2 separate regions of the Oryzias latipes genome follow, and region 2 is linked to region 1. A link is a contact called in public Hi-C data. All regions are on one chromosome and are shown on one strand. The core of a region is the stretch at or near the end of the contact, and the rest is flanking DNA. Distances in the headings are between cores, read along the strand shown.

Region 1 (7,562 bases), core at 1,293-3,792:
TCTCAGGTTCACGCGCGAAAAGTGACAGTTTCTGACAGCTGTTTGAAATGTTTAAATAGTAAAAAATAAAAAAAATCCCATAATTATTTGCTTTGGATATCCCGACACGTGTGGTTTGCTTTCGTTGGTGGATTTTGACATTTTGGCCCAATTGGTCCTTTTTAGACGGTTTAGCCCGCGACCATGTCATCATTTTTCGGGTTGGTTGTCCTCATCATGCATTAACATCACACAAGGTGTTTGCAAATTTTGTTGAGTTGTTTTATATAAGTGGCGGGGGCTAAATTTTCCCTGATAGGCAAAGGAAGACAGAAGATTTGATAAAAACAATCTGGTTCCTGACAGTCCAGGACGGCGGCGGGGCATAATTACCCCGCCAGGAACAGGACGTCAGCCAACTGTTCTGCTAATCACTGGCTGGTTGACATTTGCATCTGTTCTCACGGCATCTACACATTTTTAACATCTCTGAAGCAGTCTAAAGAGACTGCAAGGATCGACCCAACCGTCTTCCAGATCAACTTTTAGGGAAGAACAGAATCCCGACCTGGAATACTTCATATTTGTTTGGTTAAGCAGACGCTTCAAAACTTCTCTCAACAAGCATCAGCAGCAGCCACTTGCACTCTGAAGTACCTCCAAATATATCTGATAATTGAAGCCCTAAAAAGCCTTTACGCTTAAAACGGCAAATTAAAGACTTTTTTTTAAATACCGCAAAAGACCAATTAGCAGACTTTAGAGAGACTGCTCCCTAAAGCCGAGCATCTTTCCAGCGCCGTCCACACTAAATCTGTTATCAGAGGTTTGTTAGTGGAGGTCTAAAACGGATAAGATGCAGTTTGGAAACATTTGGCTCAAAAACAAAAAGTGTCTCTTGGAGAAAAAGAAGAGAAAATGATCTTTTGCTGACAGGACATTTTGTAAGCTGAATCAATTAGAGATGGAAAAAAAAAGGAGCACGGCTTGTGCAACTCAAAATAAACTCTGTGCCACATTGTGGACAAAGTGACCTAGAAATGTCAAAAAGACTGAAAGGTTCTCAGATTTTAGCAGTTAGTGCTGCCTGACTTTGATATTGCTGAAAGGAGGTATAACCTAATGCCTAAAATGAAATGCCAAAGTTTTCCTTTTATCTGAAGAAACAAGATGTCAACGTTATAAGTTAAATTGAGTTAAATTTGTCTTTTTTTTAACAAATAGAAACAATGAAGGGATCCAGACCTTTAACCCTAAATGTGGAGAGGGCCGTTTGTGAATTTTATCCTTTTTTCCGCTCTTTTTCAGAAAGGAGACGTGGTGGAGTGCCAGATAGACCAGTTAGGCTCCATAATCAACAGAGTCATCTGAACCTCCAGGAATGCCAGCAGTTCAGTTAGATGCCACCTTTGATCAGACAGAGCCCCTGTTCAATCACCAGCAGCTAACTTTAGCACCGCGTCCCTGATGAGTGTTTATTCTGGACACTTCAACAAAAGCGAGGATTGAAAATGCATTGGGTTTTTTTTTTACTACATGGAAGTCTGCAATTATGTGACTCAACATAATGAATCACTGTGATCAGCGGTTGTAAAAGTGTCCATCCGCTGCCTCCTACTCGCTATACAGCAGAACCCGTGAACCTCTTGACTTATTTTAACGGGTAAAAATAAAAGCTCTGATGTTTTGAACCAATCAGAACCATGAAGCTGGTTTGTTCTGTTATTTAGGTGAAAGCAGCAACTTTCTGAGGTATGGGGTTTGCATATGAGAGACAAGTTGGAATAAATCCGGAAATTTCATAAATAATTAATTGAGTTTTACTGTTTTTGTCTTTTTTATCCACTGAAAGGTTGCTAAAAGTAATTTTTAGAGTAAAGATCTTAAAGTCTCTCTCTAATTATCTTTTAATCTATTGTAAAAGTGTTCCTGGTGGTCTTAATTGTGACGTTTTTAGCCAAAAACTGTCGTTTTCTAGAACAGTTTCTGTAGAGCGGCACTTCATTAGAAGTTGTGCGCCGGACTGTTGGTGCAGAGTAATCCTCTCCATTTCCCATCATCCCTTTGTTCACATACACTTCTGGTTAGCTTACAACCCCTCACACCCCCAACCTAACATTACCAGTACATCACACAAGCTTTTTCCGTGCCCCCCCCCCCCCCCCCCCCCCCAAACTGCTCCTGATTTAGAATATTTTAAACGGAAATACTCAAATGCAATTTTGAGCTAAACTTTCTTACCTACGTCATCAGTAAGATACTAGAACATGTTAAAAACACCATTTATCTTGGAGTGGTCATCATAATCAGCCTATTTGTTGTTTAACATAAATGAATCAGCTGAAGCATGATGGGATTTCTGCCTGTCACTAAAAGGCAGCAAGAAATCATACAAATGGGTAGCATAGTTATGATTATTTCGCAACATAGCAGGTTAAGGCGCACACACAAAAAAAAATATTCTCCCCGTTAACTGGAAGCCTGAGTGCAGAAGTTTTGCTCCTTTTGTGTTTTTTTTTTTACTGTTTGGTTTCAACACTAGGTGGCAGTAAAGACTCAGAGTGGCTGGAGCTGAGGATGCGGAGCAGCTGCCCTGACTTACGACCGCACAGACAGCCGTAAAATGCCACAGTTCCCAATAAAGTCAAACATCGATTCATCTCCTCGTCCAAAGGTCCGTGTCAGAGGAGCTCCAGAGGCCTGACTCAGCACGCCCATCCACGTTTAGCAGGAGAACCACTCACAATGAGGGCTTTGGGTCTTTTCTGTTAAAACACAGGAGATGACTTGCTGTGTACAACACAAAAAAAGGACTTTTATTATCTATCGACTTTACATAAGCACAAAACAGGAGCAGCTTTAATTACAAACGCCAAAACGGCGATTTCACAGTGGATTACCGGAACTCCATCAAAAATCTACTGCTATTTCTTTGCAACCAACCTTAGAAAAAAAAACCACTGCAAGAAATGTCTCTTTCACAGAGTTGTAAAAAAAAATATATATATATATATAAGCAATTTACTTGAAAATACAAGCTTTTTAAATGAGAGCTTTTAAATGAACAGAGGCTTCCCTAACAAAAGGATGAGATTCTGCAGCTGAACAAAGCTGGAGAACATTAACTGTAGAGATACTGTGTGATGAAGCAATGCAGCTTCTGTCTGTTCTCTGACAACTGGAACAAAGGACTGACACCCAGGAAGACACCTCCTGTCTGACGCTCCTCCAAGAGGACCTGAATTAAAATCAACACAGCCACAGCGTTAACAGACAGTAATCAGGGTTTTTTTGTTCACTTTTACTTTAACAGTGTGGGAGCTCGGTTTGTCTTCTTTTACGTCACTTTTCTACAAAAAAAAAAAAAAGCAAAAAAACACAATTGGGGCACAAGAGGATAATTGCCAAATCTACCTCAAATCATAAAATCTGACTGCCACAGGAGACTTTAGCACATATATCTATATATGGGTTAATGAATGCCTAAATTTAAAATGGAAGTTTTCATCGACCTGAGAAAATCAAACCTCTGAAAGCTTGAGCGCTAAACTATTTCAGTGGAAAATTGGTGGACTAATATTGACCCATAAAAAGTATTTTATTTCAATCTTTTTTCAGATCTAATGGGAGTTAAATCGGATGCCAGTCAGCCATGCTGCCCCTCCTCTTTATTGTTCTTTGCAGAGTCTGCAGACGGAGACGGCAGATGCTGATTTTCTTCGCCACAGGACAAATCAGATCATCTTTGTGCTTTATGCTGCATGAAAAACAACGTTCAGACTTTAAAACTGTCGCAGCGAGATGATAAAAATGCAAACTAACTGCTCTCATCAATGTTTGCACTTAGTTTGTGGAGTGAGAGCAGACTTTATCGTCACGAAGAGAGTTGGAAAGAAAACATTTGACTTTCTTTTCCCAATACCTGTAGACCAATACACAAATTATTTTGGGGGTGTTACCAATAAAATTACTTTTTAATTAAAACATTTTCTCTGGAAAATTGATCCATTTGTTTTTAGGCAAAAGTACCCATATGCTAGCTTAAAAACTCAAACTTATAGATATAAAAAACCTATGAAAAGTTTAGGTAAACCAAGTCATCAGGTTAATATGTTACATTACTTTAACATGATCGTTTACAATGATGTAAGAATGATGCTGACCCCCCATTAGTCTAGATTTTATTCAAAATTTAACCTGAAGGCTAAAAAAAGTTATTAGCTTAAAAATAATTGGTTGTAGAACATACTTAAGAGGAGTTATGACTAGGGCTGGATTAATAAAATTGATCTCAATCAATTTCAAGCTTGATAAATCAGTAATCAATCCAAAAAAGTAGAGATAGATCTTTAATGCCTTTCCTTTTCCAGTGACTTAACCCACAACATCGGTAAAACCAAAGTCCGCCAAATTGATGCGAACGTATAAAGGAATTTCCCCCAGAACGGCTAATGCTAAAGCTCGTTCGACCTAAACGTACATTGTTGACTAAATAAACAGCTTCATATACTCACAGGCAGGAATTTCCCAAACTCTTTCGAGAAAACATTTTTAACCATTTGTAGTCTAAAGCACGTTATTTTTGCTCAAATTTTCTGGAATATAGTGTAATGCTAGCGCCACCTAGTAGCCAAGCTAAAACGCCCTCCAGGAGAGGCGGAACATCATGATCCGCACATTTTTGTTGGAGCTTCTCCTTTCAATAATTTTACAGTAAGGGTCCTGGCTCGACTCGCGTCCTCGGCCGTCCCCCCAACTCCATTTAAATATGTAGTTGTAGAGTTAGATAAGTGAATTCTTCTCAATGAGTTCTGGTAAATCGCCTGTTCGCGCTGGGGGAGCATCCCTCCTTCATGTGGGCACCCCTGAGGTTTCTTCGTTCTTTCCGGAATTCGTTTTTTTAGGAGTTTTTCCTTACCGTGAAGGGGGGTCTGAGGGGCAGGGATGACCGTTTAGTTTAGTCTAGTCAGTTCGTTAGTTCAATTTAGTATTTTCCTATTGAATTCTATGTAATTATGATCCTTGTTTTATGTCTATGTTTTACATTTACAATTACTGATTCGAAGCCCATCGAGACTGTTGTTGTGAATTTGGGCTATACAAATAAAATTGAATCGAACTGAAAATTAAACTGTATCAGATTCATATAAATATCTTCAAAATATATACAGATTATTAATGTATATCTATACAAATATGTCTAAATGTGCAAACCGTGTAAATTCAAAATCGAATCGGATCGAAAGAACCGAGAAAGTCACAAATTAAATCGATTCTGATAATTATGAGTGATATGTCTATGACAGCCCTTGAAATAAATCCTTGAAGTTTTTATTCTACTTAGAATTACATTTTCTGTAAAGTTTCAGGTTTTTTGTTAAATCATGTAATATTTTGAAAAGAATATCCTTAAAAAAGCTACAAATAATTGCAATTTTTTAGGGCAAATTGTAAAGTAGTAAAAAAACAGTATAAAGTTCCAGACTCTTAAGGGTTAAATGACAATAAAATTAATGTTTTGGATACATTTGATTTAAATTCAATTTGCATTTCTGTTAAATAAAAGGGAAAGATTACTTCTAAAACATTTTATTTTAAACCTCAAAAGCTTTGATCTCTAAATGTTTCATCTCCGGCGCCCGTGGCCTCATGAATTCTCTTGTAGGCCGACATTAGTGCATGAAACCCAATTTTCTTCTGTCCTGTGACATCAAAACCAGCCCAGGTTCCTGTCCGTGCTGAAGTGGGGCCTCATAGTTGTATTCCAGCAAAAGCTGCAGAGTTTTAGTTCTGACATTTGTGCTTGTAATCGGGTGAACTGGGACACACACACATTTATAGGCTGTCACCCACCCCGAGGTCTATTAGTGTTCTAACAGCAGTGTGTGCCGCCTCCTCCGAGCAACTCTCTGTGAAACACAGCACAAAGACACACATGAATGAAAAGAACAGGCAAATATCCATTATAGAAAACCAGGTCGGGATAACAGAACAAAGCCTCTACCAGTGGGATGGTAATTTTCAGACGGTGTATTATTAAAGGGCATCATTTTAAGCAGATTCCAACTCTCTGAGGTTTCATATCAGCAACTTGCAACTATGGAGACTGATCTGTGCTACAGCACAAATTCATTGGGAAAAGACAAGGTGACAAGCTTTTAAAGTTATGACACAAAGAAATGGAGGATCTTTGTGCGAGTCTGTGTTTTTGGGAGGGGATGTCATGCTGACCTCACCGTAATACTGCTTCTTCTGATTTGCTGTGTTCCACAGATGGGAGTGGATCTGTCGCACAAACTCAGCCTCTGCAGCAAAGAAAAAGAAAGAAAAAAAAAAAGCAAAGCAAAGTCAGTCTGCTGAGATAGTGGCTGGAGTATTTGCTGCTTCAGCGACATGCTGCTTTCTTGTATGTTTGTGCTTAAGGTGAAAAATAACTGCAGCTCGAAGCTTCCAGCTCCACTTTAACTTAAGAGCAAATACATTTTCTCCCCTTTCTTACTGTTATCTCATAATTTTGCACCACTAAAGTTCTCCATTCCACAGAGATCCTCTCACTCTTGATTAACCAAATCAAGAACTCTGAAGCAGTCGGCTGAAATCTGTGTTTTGACGTATATAGACGTATTGAACTGTTTTTTATTAAAGCAATGAGCCGCTATGAGGTCAAGCTAAAACTCTCTTTTTCGGCTCAGATACTGCGTCTTCATCATCATCACGCCCACGGCGCCATGTGATTGGTTCCACAAACCAAAGACCCAGTCCGAATCAAAGACCAAATGATTAAAAGTAGGGACATGAGGTGTTAACACACCTAAACCTTAGTCACAACTTCCCTTACAGCAGCATACGAGCTGTCTGAAGGGGAAAAATGGGCAAACCTTTATGGGACACGCAGGTGGTCTGCAGGTAATATCAAAGTCGTAGACGGCTCTGTGCACATTTTTGCTGTAGGCGTCAGGTTGTTGCGAACACTTATACAACGCGTGAGGGGATTTAAGGGTGAAGTAAGTAGGTGAGACGTAGGCACATCGCACGGGTGTTTTTTTTAATACCCCCCAAACCTGCGCAGTTTGCAAAGGACCGCTAGTGCTGTTCAAGCCAATTTCTCGACTTTGATGGAAATGAGACCATCAGAGTTCAGTTTGCGTGGACATGTTACGGGCACTAATGTATCATGTGCACACCCAGGTGTGGTCAGTTAGAAGTCAGTGTGTGCACCTCACTAATGACTGGTATAGACATAGTACAACTGTTTGTCATAATTATATGTAACTTACATTGTTCTTACGACAACGGTACGTTCCATTTTCATAACGTCCCTTTAAGTAGCCGGACAAGTCTCAAGGGAACTGCGCTCCCTTGAGACCAAAAACCAGCAGCCCTCGTACAGGTCCAACCCCCCCCAAATGAGTGCATGTAACTAAGGCATTAAGAGTAGAAAGGTTTTTAGCTTGGAGACGGAACGTAAAGCAGTTGCTTGTCACCAGTTTAAGGTACGTAAACACAATAAAAACTCTAAAAAATAGAATATTTTGTCACAACTACAAGAAGCAATACATTCTGGGAGAAGAAAACCGCATCAT
Region 2 (6,876 bases), core at 1,925-4,424, 140 kb after region 1:
GTCAAACATGTCAGTTCCGCTAATGTCAATATTGCATAACATTTGTTAATAATTAGAGGAGCTTTTTTTTTTAACTTTCGCTGATGTGAGTGAAATTAAGATGAAAGAATCATACGACCATTTAACACAAGGAGGCCTGTTTTTGGAAAGATGGTTAACACCAAAACTTGGAACTTATTACCAAGGAAAAGCATTTTGCACATTTGGGCAGGAGCAAGACAGAGTTGTGCCAAACCTACATGGAGGAGTTTCCATTCTTAACTCTGCATAAAACGTTTCAGAAGCCCATGTAAACTTCTATTTCATAGAGGGTGATCTTAGAATGCAACAGAATTGGAAAAAAGGAATAAATAAAAGCCATGAGTTGAGAAAAGCACTTTTTACCTGCTCCACTCCATCCTCATGTAATATGCGGCAAAAGGAACTTATCTCCATGAATGCCTTTAAATCTAGATTACCTGCATGTTTTAACTAATTAATATGCAATTGATTCAACATTGTAACTCTGTTACAATCCTTTACAATGCCTTTAACATCTTCAATAAGATGTTAAATAAAAGGTCATCAAATGTGTATACTCACTCTGGGAAACCACTTCAGACTTGTGATGCAGAGCTCTCATGTTTTTTACCAATGACAAGATATGCAATTACCTGCTGATCCAGTTTCCAGCTGGAATCTTCTGCTGTGTCGTTACAACGTAAACAGACTGTGTTCTTCAGCAAGTTTTAATTCCGTGGAAAAAAACAATAACAGCAGAAACAGGTCAAAACTTGCAGGTATAAAGTGCAGCACATGTCAGTACCATTTACAGTTTTGTGAATCTAAAAAATAAATAAGAATTATTTACAAAAATGAATTTAAGTGTCACTTTTCCTTCCTAGGACAGAATTAGTGCATTCTAAATCCAGCATAAATCACGAAATTGTTTTTTTTCTTGCTGTAAGAGTCTCTCAGAGACGTCTGTGGTTGTAACTCAAAACACTTAAGTACAAACAAGGAAGAAAAAAGAAAAGAAACTTGTGCCAGTAAAAAAGGCACAAACACACCAATCAAGACGAGCAGGAACATCTTTCTCCTCAGAAAGTACTTCAGGGAAATCACCTTGCTTCTATTCCAACCTGTTGGCTCAGTCAGTCAGTCTTTTTATAAACTGTTTTTAATGACGAGGCTTTGCAATGCCCATCGCTCTTTGTTGCATCAGCAACAAATTCACCATTTGATTTGTTTAAAAAAAATAAAATAAAATTCAGTCTTGTGATGCCAGCAACACATGTTTTTCTCCAAACCCGCAGAGTAAAGCGTTCTTGAAATAGGTTCGTTTTAACGAGCTTTCAGAGAGTCCGAGTCTTCATCCCTGACAGAGAATGTCCGTCTCAAACTGCAGCAGCTGTCCCATAAAAGCCAGGTTGGGGGAGATGACGTTACGCCTCTGCTTCACAAAGTCGAAAGCTTCGTTCAGACGGACACGCTGCGTGTGCATGAGGTAGGCCAGGCAGATGGTGGCTGAGCGCGAGATGCCCGCCTGACAGTGAACCAGGACCCTGCCACCACTCTGCTTCACAGAGTCTGTGGGAAAAGGTGGAAAGGTGGAGGTCAGCATTTCCATCATGCAGAGCTAAAACAGTTTGACAGGTTTTATCACTTCAAGGTAAAGAGGAAAAACTGGTGTCAAAATATTTTCCTTGCAACTTGTACCGTGTAATCCTATTTTGTAACCAGATTATTACCATTTGTCCATCAGTCTGGGATTAAAAATGGATTAAGGAGCATAAACTGTCTAGGTGTTTCATTTCCTATGACGCCAATTTGTTCAGAGTAGTTTGAAGCTCTCTGAACGGTTAGGGATGCTAGAGACTCACCAATAAAAGCAATGGCTGTATTGAAGCATGCTCTGATGTCTGCAGCCAGCGTGTCCTCCACTGTCAGACGCAGGTACTTGAACTCCCCCTCGTACAGGTTCGGGCAGGTGGAGGAAACGTTGAGCACTGCTGTGATACCGGCTGCCGTCAGCATCTCTCTGCGGGACGAGTGGACGGCGCTGCCCAGAAACAGGAAGGGAAGCAGCTCCACTGGACCGTCCTGCAACATGCAAGAAAGGTTAAGCACAATGTGGCTTTTGGTCTCAGAAGATCTTCAGTCACAAGGCTGGATATAGACATGATTTGCCCGTCCCAAGCCCGGTAAATGCAGAGGGTTGCATCAGGAATAGCATTCAACATAAAACTTGTAAGACATCAAATGGACAGCTGAACTGAATGTTAATATTGTTTTCTGAGCATTTTAGGTAATTGGAGGGATAGGACACCCCTGATATTCTACTTGCACCCCATAGTGGGTCTGGCTCACCTCAAAAAAAAATGTTTGTTTTGTTCTAAGGACAGTTTGTGGGTCTTACCTGATCATATGCAGGAGTGCTCCGGCCTGTCACTGCTGGCTCTGGCTCCATCAGAGAGAGCTGACTGCTGGCAGAACAGTGGCACAGCTCTGGAAAGGCCTCTGAAAATCCCTCAAATCCACCTAAATGGAGATCACACTGATTTAACTCAACTGCAACATTTTAATCCTCATTTGAAATGTTCAGTAAGATTTTTTTTTTTAAACAGTTGGTTTAACTAAGAAGTGGTTACCTTGCAGGAAGCAGATCTGCGCCTGGACTTCGTTCTGCAGGGCGCTGAGCAGCATGTGCGCCACGCTCTCCGGCTTCACGTCGGACAGGCAGCGGCTCCGCTCATCCACCACCACCACCGGGGACAGCAGCCCGGCCCGGAGCCGGCCCAGCAGCGCCTTGTCCGGGATGAGCCACTCCAGGGCCACCACCGAGCTCTTGGATCGACGGCGCAGCATAGAGTTCCAGTTGACATTTCTGGACTCGCAAATGTTCGTGAGAGAGAAGTCCAGAAAGGGTCGGCAGTCCAGGACCACGCACCCGTCAGAGGTGTACTGGTCCTGGGGGGTCCTGAGTATGTGGACCAGCTCATTTCCAGTAATTTCCAGTAAAACACTATTTGACATCATGACGAAAAAGCGAAAAACAAATGACTAAATAAAATTAAGATAGTTTAAGAAACGAACAAAGGACAATACTTGACGTATTTCTATATAAACATGTGTGTAAAGTATACGGCGAGCTTTCAGCTCAGTTTAAATCCGCTTTAGATTCATAGTTTCACTTGTTCATTGATAACAGCTGCACGGGGGGCGGAGCCACGCGGCTCCTCCTTGTTTTCCGTGTATCAACATCAGAGGCGGAACGACCAAATAAGGTCTGCTCGACACTCCAGATATGGGCAGTGACGTCAGATTTGACTTTTCTGCCGGTCTTCGGGGTAATCCGGTGTTTTGGTGACAGAGGACGTTACGCTGCGGGTGAAAACAGGCCTCCCACGCTGCCCTGAAGCGACCACAGAGGAAACGGTCTGGGTCAACCTAATCCATCCCCTCTCCTAACGGCCTACCTTGGTTTTGGTGCTACTATATGTGTTTTTTGAATTTAAAAAAATAAAATAAAATAAATAATGAACAAGAATATGTTTATCAAACATCAATTACCTATTTATTTCAACTAGTACATTAATACTTTATTTAAAAAAAATGTTTTCTTTATTTATGCTCATATATTTAAAGTTTAATGTCAACTGGAATTAAAAAAAATTCAAAAATAATTTTGAAATTTAGATTCGTGGATGGTAGAGTGAGAAGAAGCTTCTCAAAATAGCTGTGAAATAACCTTATTATTGGCACTGTCACCTGATTGACCCCAATCCATCTAAAATTAATGCAATACTTAGCACTACAGGTGTTCATGGGGCACAATTAATTAATAATGTATTCTAAAACTCAAATGAAAGTCCTCTTATAACTGATTATCCTAACGTGTTGTTGCCCAGTTATATTGAAAATTTGATTAAAGAACAAATACGTCTGTTGAATGGCACTGACTTCAAATGTATCATTTTTCAACACATATTTTATTACTTTATTTATTTATACATTTTAATGTACAAACAAGTTGCTGCATAAGGACTGGTTACATTCAAGGCCGCCATATTGTTATTCTGATTCTAAGAATAAAGGTGGCAGTTCTTCAAATGACCACTAGGGATGGTTTCAAAAAAGAGGAAAAACAATTGTGTTGGTATTTTTTAGGTAATTTTGCAAGCTTAAAACAACAATATTTGTTTTATATATATATCTATATATATATATACATACATACATACATACATACATACATACATACATACATACATACATACATACATACATACATACATACATACATACATACATACATACATACATACATACATACATACATACATACATACATTGGGCCTCTAAGGTTATTTGCTATAAATCTCCTCTAAATCTTTACAATTTAACATCTACTCAAGCTGAACCTGCACTAATTTAAAAAATGCAAAGACAAAACAATTTTATGTGAAATCCTTTGGCACATTTCATCTGTTTTGATCTGATTGTTTTTTGATTGAGGTTAAAAGCCTATTTTAGCCTATAAAACTGTGTATTTATTTAACTTAAGTCATTTACGCTTAATCCAGTTCAATCTAATACGAAGCCTTTCGTTTGTTTTTACAGACACTAAAATAGCTGACTGGTTAACTTCTGCAATTGAAAAAGAAATACTTTGCTACACTTTTCACAAAGAATTATGAAGTGTGTATTACAATAATACATTAACTGCTTTTAGATAGAAATCTTTTATGCAGGTTTCAGTTCCAGTTGAACATCTGGGATGGGAGTATTTCCACTCTAAAAACAGTATTTCATGTTCAGTGTGGGGTAGTTCACATGACGACGTGTAATGTGACGTCTTTGTCCTCATTTCCTCTCAGCCCACATTCAAGCCACGCTGCTTTCCCACTAATGTCATACCTCAAACCTCTGACTCCCACTTTCAGTATGCTCCAACTTTCCTTCTTACTACTTTACGCTGCTGTGTATCGCTTTTCTTCAGCCACACAACTTGGAGTCATTCCCTCTCCCTGCCGACGCAGCATTATTATACAGCTTATACTCTGTTTGTCATGTCTGCCAAAAGAGTGTCTGGGCATGCTCTAACTACTTAGTCCTCACTTAAAGCCCCAACATGCTGATTTAAACCCATGTTGAAGGCCCAAACTCTCTAGAGCTGGAAGATAAAGTATTGACTGTCATGTGGGTGTCTTTTTTCCCTACTCTTTTTTTTGTTTCTCCCCTATGTCGGCAAACAGGAAGCAGCACCACACACACATCCTGTCATCATCTACGTGGACCACAGCTTTCACTCACAATATGTCTTAAAGCCTTTGTTGTTACAGCTCACACCCCATCTACCACCCTGATTCAAGGCTTTGTCAGAAACCCCCAGAAAAGATTTATGATGGTAACTTCCTGTCTACGATGACTCACACAGTGTAAACCTTTAATTTCATTTTTAGTTTTTAATGTTTCAATATCACTCTGGTGACATAATGCTTCAACTTGTCGATTTGCATTTTTTACCGTAAGCCGAACATAAGGCAACGCATTGAGTGAGTCAAATAAATTGCGCCACTTTAACATGCAGACTTGTAATAATTGATGAGTAGGTTAGAATCATTTTGTATCAACAAAATGTAAGACCACTGACTTCAGAGTTACAAGAAGAAATATATGTAAGTAAACATCAGCAAAAGCTTTGATTAAAACGTTTGCTTTTCTGCCCCTCCCTCCCGATAGAGGGGATTATCCAGGATTAATTTGATGGCTGGGGTCATAAATCTCTGAAAAACACTAATCTATGTGAGGTTTACCCTCTCCCTGCATCCTCTCCTGATCAGCCATGTGACAGCGGCATCACTTCATTCAGGCAGAATATGTCTTTGTTCAGAAGCAAGGCAATGTTTCAAGTGGACTACAGGTTTTATTTTTTGTCTTGAGTGAGACGTTTTAGTCCCTCTCGCGGGGCAAAAGTCAACTTTAACTTTGACAAAACTTATCAACTCCTGAAGTCTAATTAACTTCTCTGACGGAGTTCACTTCCTTGTAATTCCGAGAACATCTCGTGCAGGGAAACTCATTTTTACCAGAGAGCAATATGTGCAACCGGAAGTGAAAAAACTGTGAGAAAACTCTTTAGTCATTAGGGAATATTTTTTACTGTAGGTGATATAGTTGTCATGCAGTGCTGTCTGTATTTTCCTTCATATTCCTCCTCTTCTTCTTAGACTGTTGACTTCTTCTCTCTTCTGCGTTATCATTAATCTATATAAAAAAAAACACAAACAATAAATGTGCTAAAATAACCCAACCATGACTTCCTCTTGCTCGCCTTTCTGTGTGCATAAATTTAAATATCTTGAAACTGATCAAACAAATTTGCGTTCAACCAGTCCATTAAATTAAAAAAATATAACACATGGTTCACTGTCTTGCATCATTGAGTCTGCTCTGCATCACTTCTTACACCTCCAGTCTTCCTGTAGACATCACACCCCACTTTTTTCCCCTACCCCCACTCAGTCTCACCCTAAAACAACTATGAGGCCTACGCTCACGATCAGACTCAGAGCAGCAACCATGGCGATGACTGGCAGCAGCCGGGCCTCTGTGGGCCGAAAGGGTGAGTCGCTGTCTCCATATGGTAGGGAGGGCAGGGTGACAAAAGATCTGAGAGTCTGGCAAGGCAAAGGAGCAACTGTATAAAAAGAAAGGATCAAGGAGATTCAATGATAAATAACTGTTTCAATAAACACTGTGATTTTACAGACTTTAGCTTGAAATAAGTTACTTTGGTGGATTGTTCCTAAATTTAATAAAACGTTGACCTTTGTGCAAAGTATAACAAAAACAGTTAAGGAGGTGTCAAAAGAAAAAAACAGTCAAGAAAGC

Evidence for each region. A called contact is a pair of places that touch in the nucleus more often than the background predicts.
Region 2: a contact with region 1 is called in a Hi-C map of embryo, with 4 times the contacts expected there. The contact joins the promoter of LOC101157459 here to the enhancer-like site in region 1. A contact is called at or near these places in 4 of 5 Hi-C or Micro-C datasets (embryo and fibroblasts).

The regions. Positions count from the first base shown.
Region 1 is chr9:6,575,814-6,583,375 of ASM223467v1, forward strand. It overlaps LOC101155277 (fumarylacetoacetate hydrolase domain-containing protein 2), which reads left to right. Exons shown (of 8, transcript XM_011478917.3): 8 at 1,288-1,788. The coding sequence ends at 1,350. It overlaps LOC101156981 (glycerol-3-phosphate acyltransferase 2, mitochondrial), which reads right to left. Exons shown (of 23, transcript XM_011478919.3): 21 at 6,216-6,284; 22 at 5,833-5,888; 23 at 2,767-3,217. The coding sequence ends at 3,101. Among protein-coding and RNA genes, the nearest start is that of LOC101155277, 18 kb to the left of the region's middle. Within about 2 kb of position 2,543, at least 1 of the 8 cell types and tissues checked has an H3K27ac peak or open chromatin away from gene starts, as enhancers often do. A contact at or near this core is called in embryo, where this site is marked.
Region 2 is chr9:6,715,283-6,722,158 of ASM223467v1, forward strand. LOC101157459 (dual specificity protein phosphatase 2) reads right to left here and starts at 3,175. Exons shown (of 4, transcript XM_004072279.4): 1 at 2,631-3,175; 2 at 2,399-2,520; 3 at 1,863-2,082; 4 at 711-1,569. The coding sequence starts at 3,018. The coding sequence ends at 1,352. It overlaps izumo1 (izumo sperm-egg fusion protein 1), which reads right to left. Exons shown (of 10, transcript XM_020705774.2): 9 at 6,514-6,682; 10 at 6,120-6,249. The coding sequence ends at 6,189.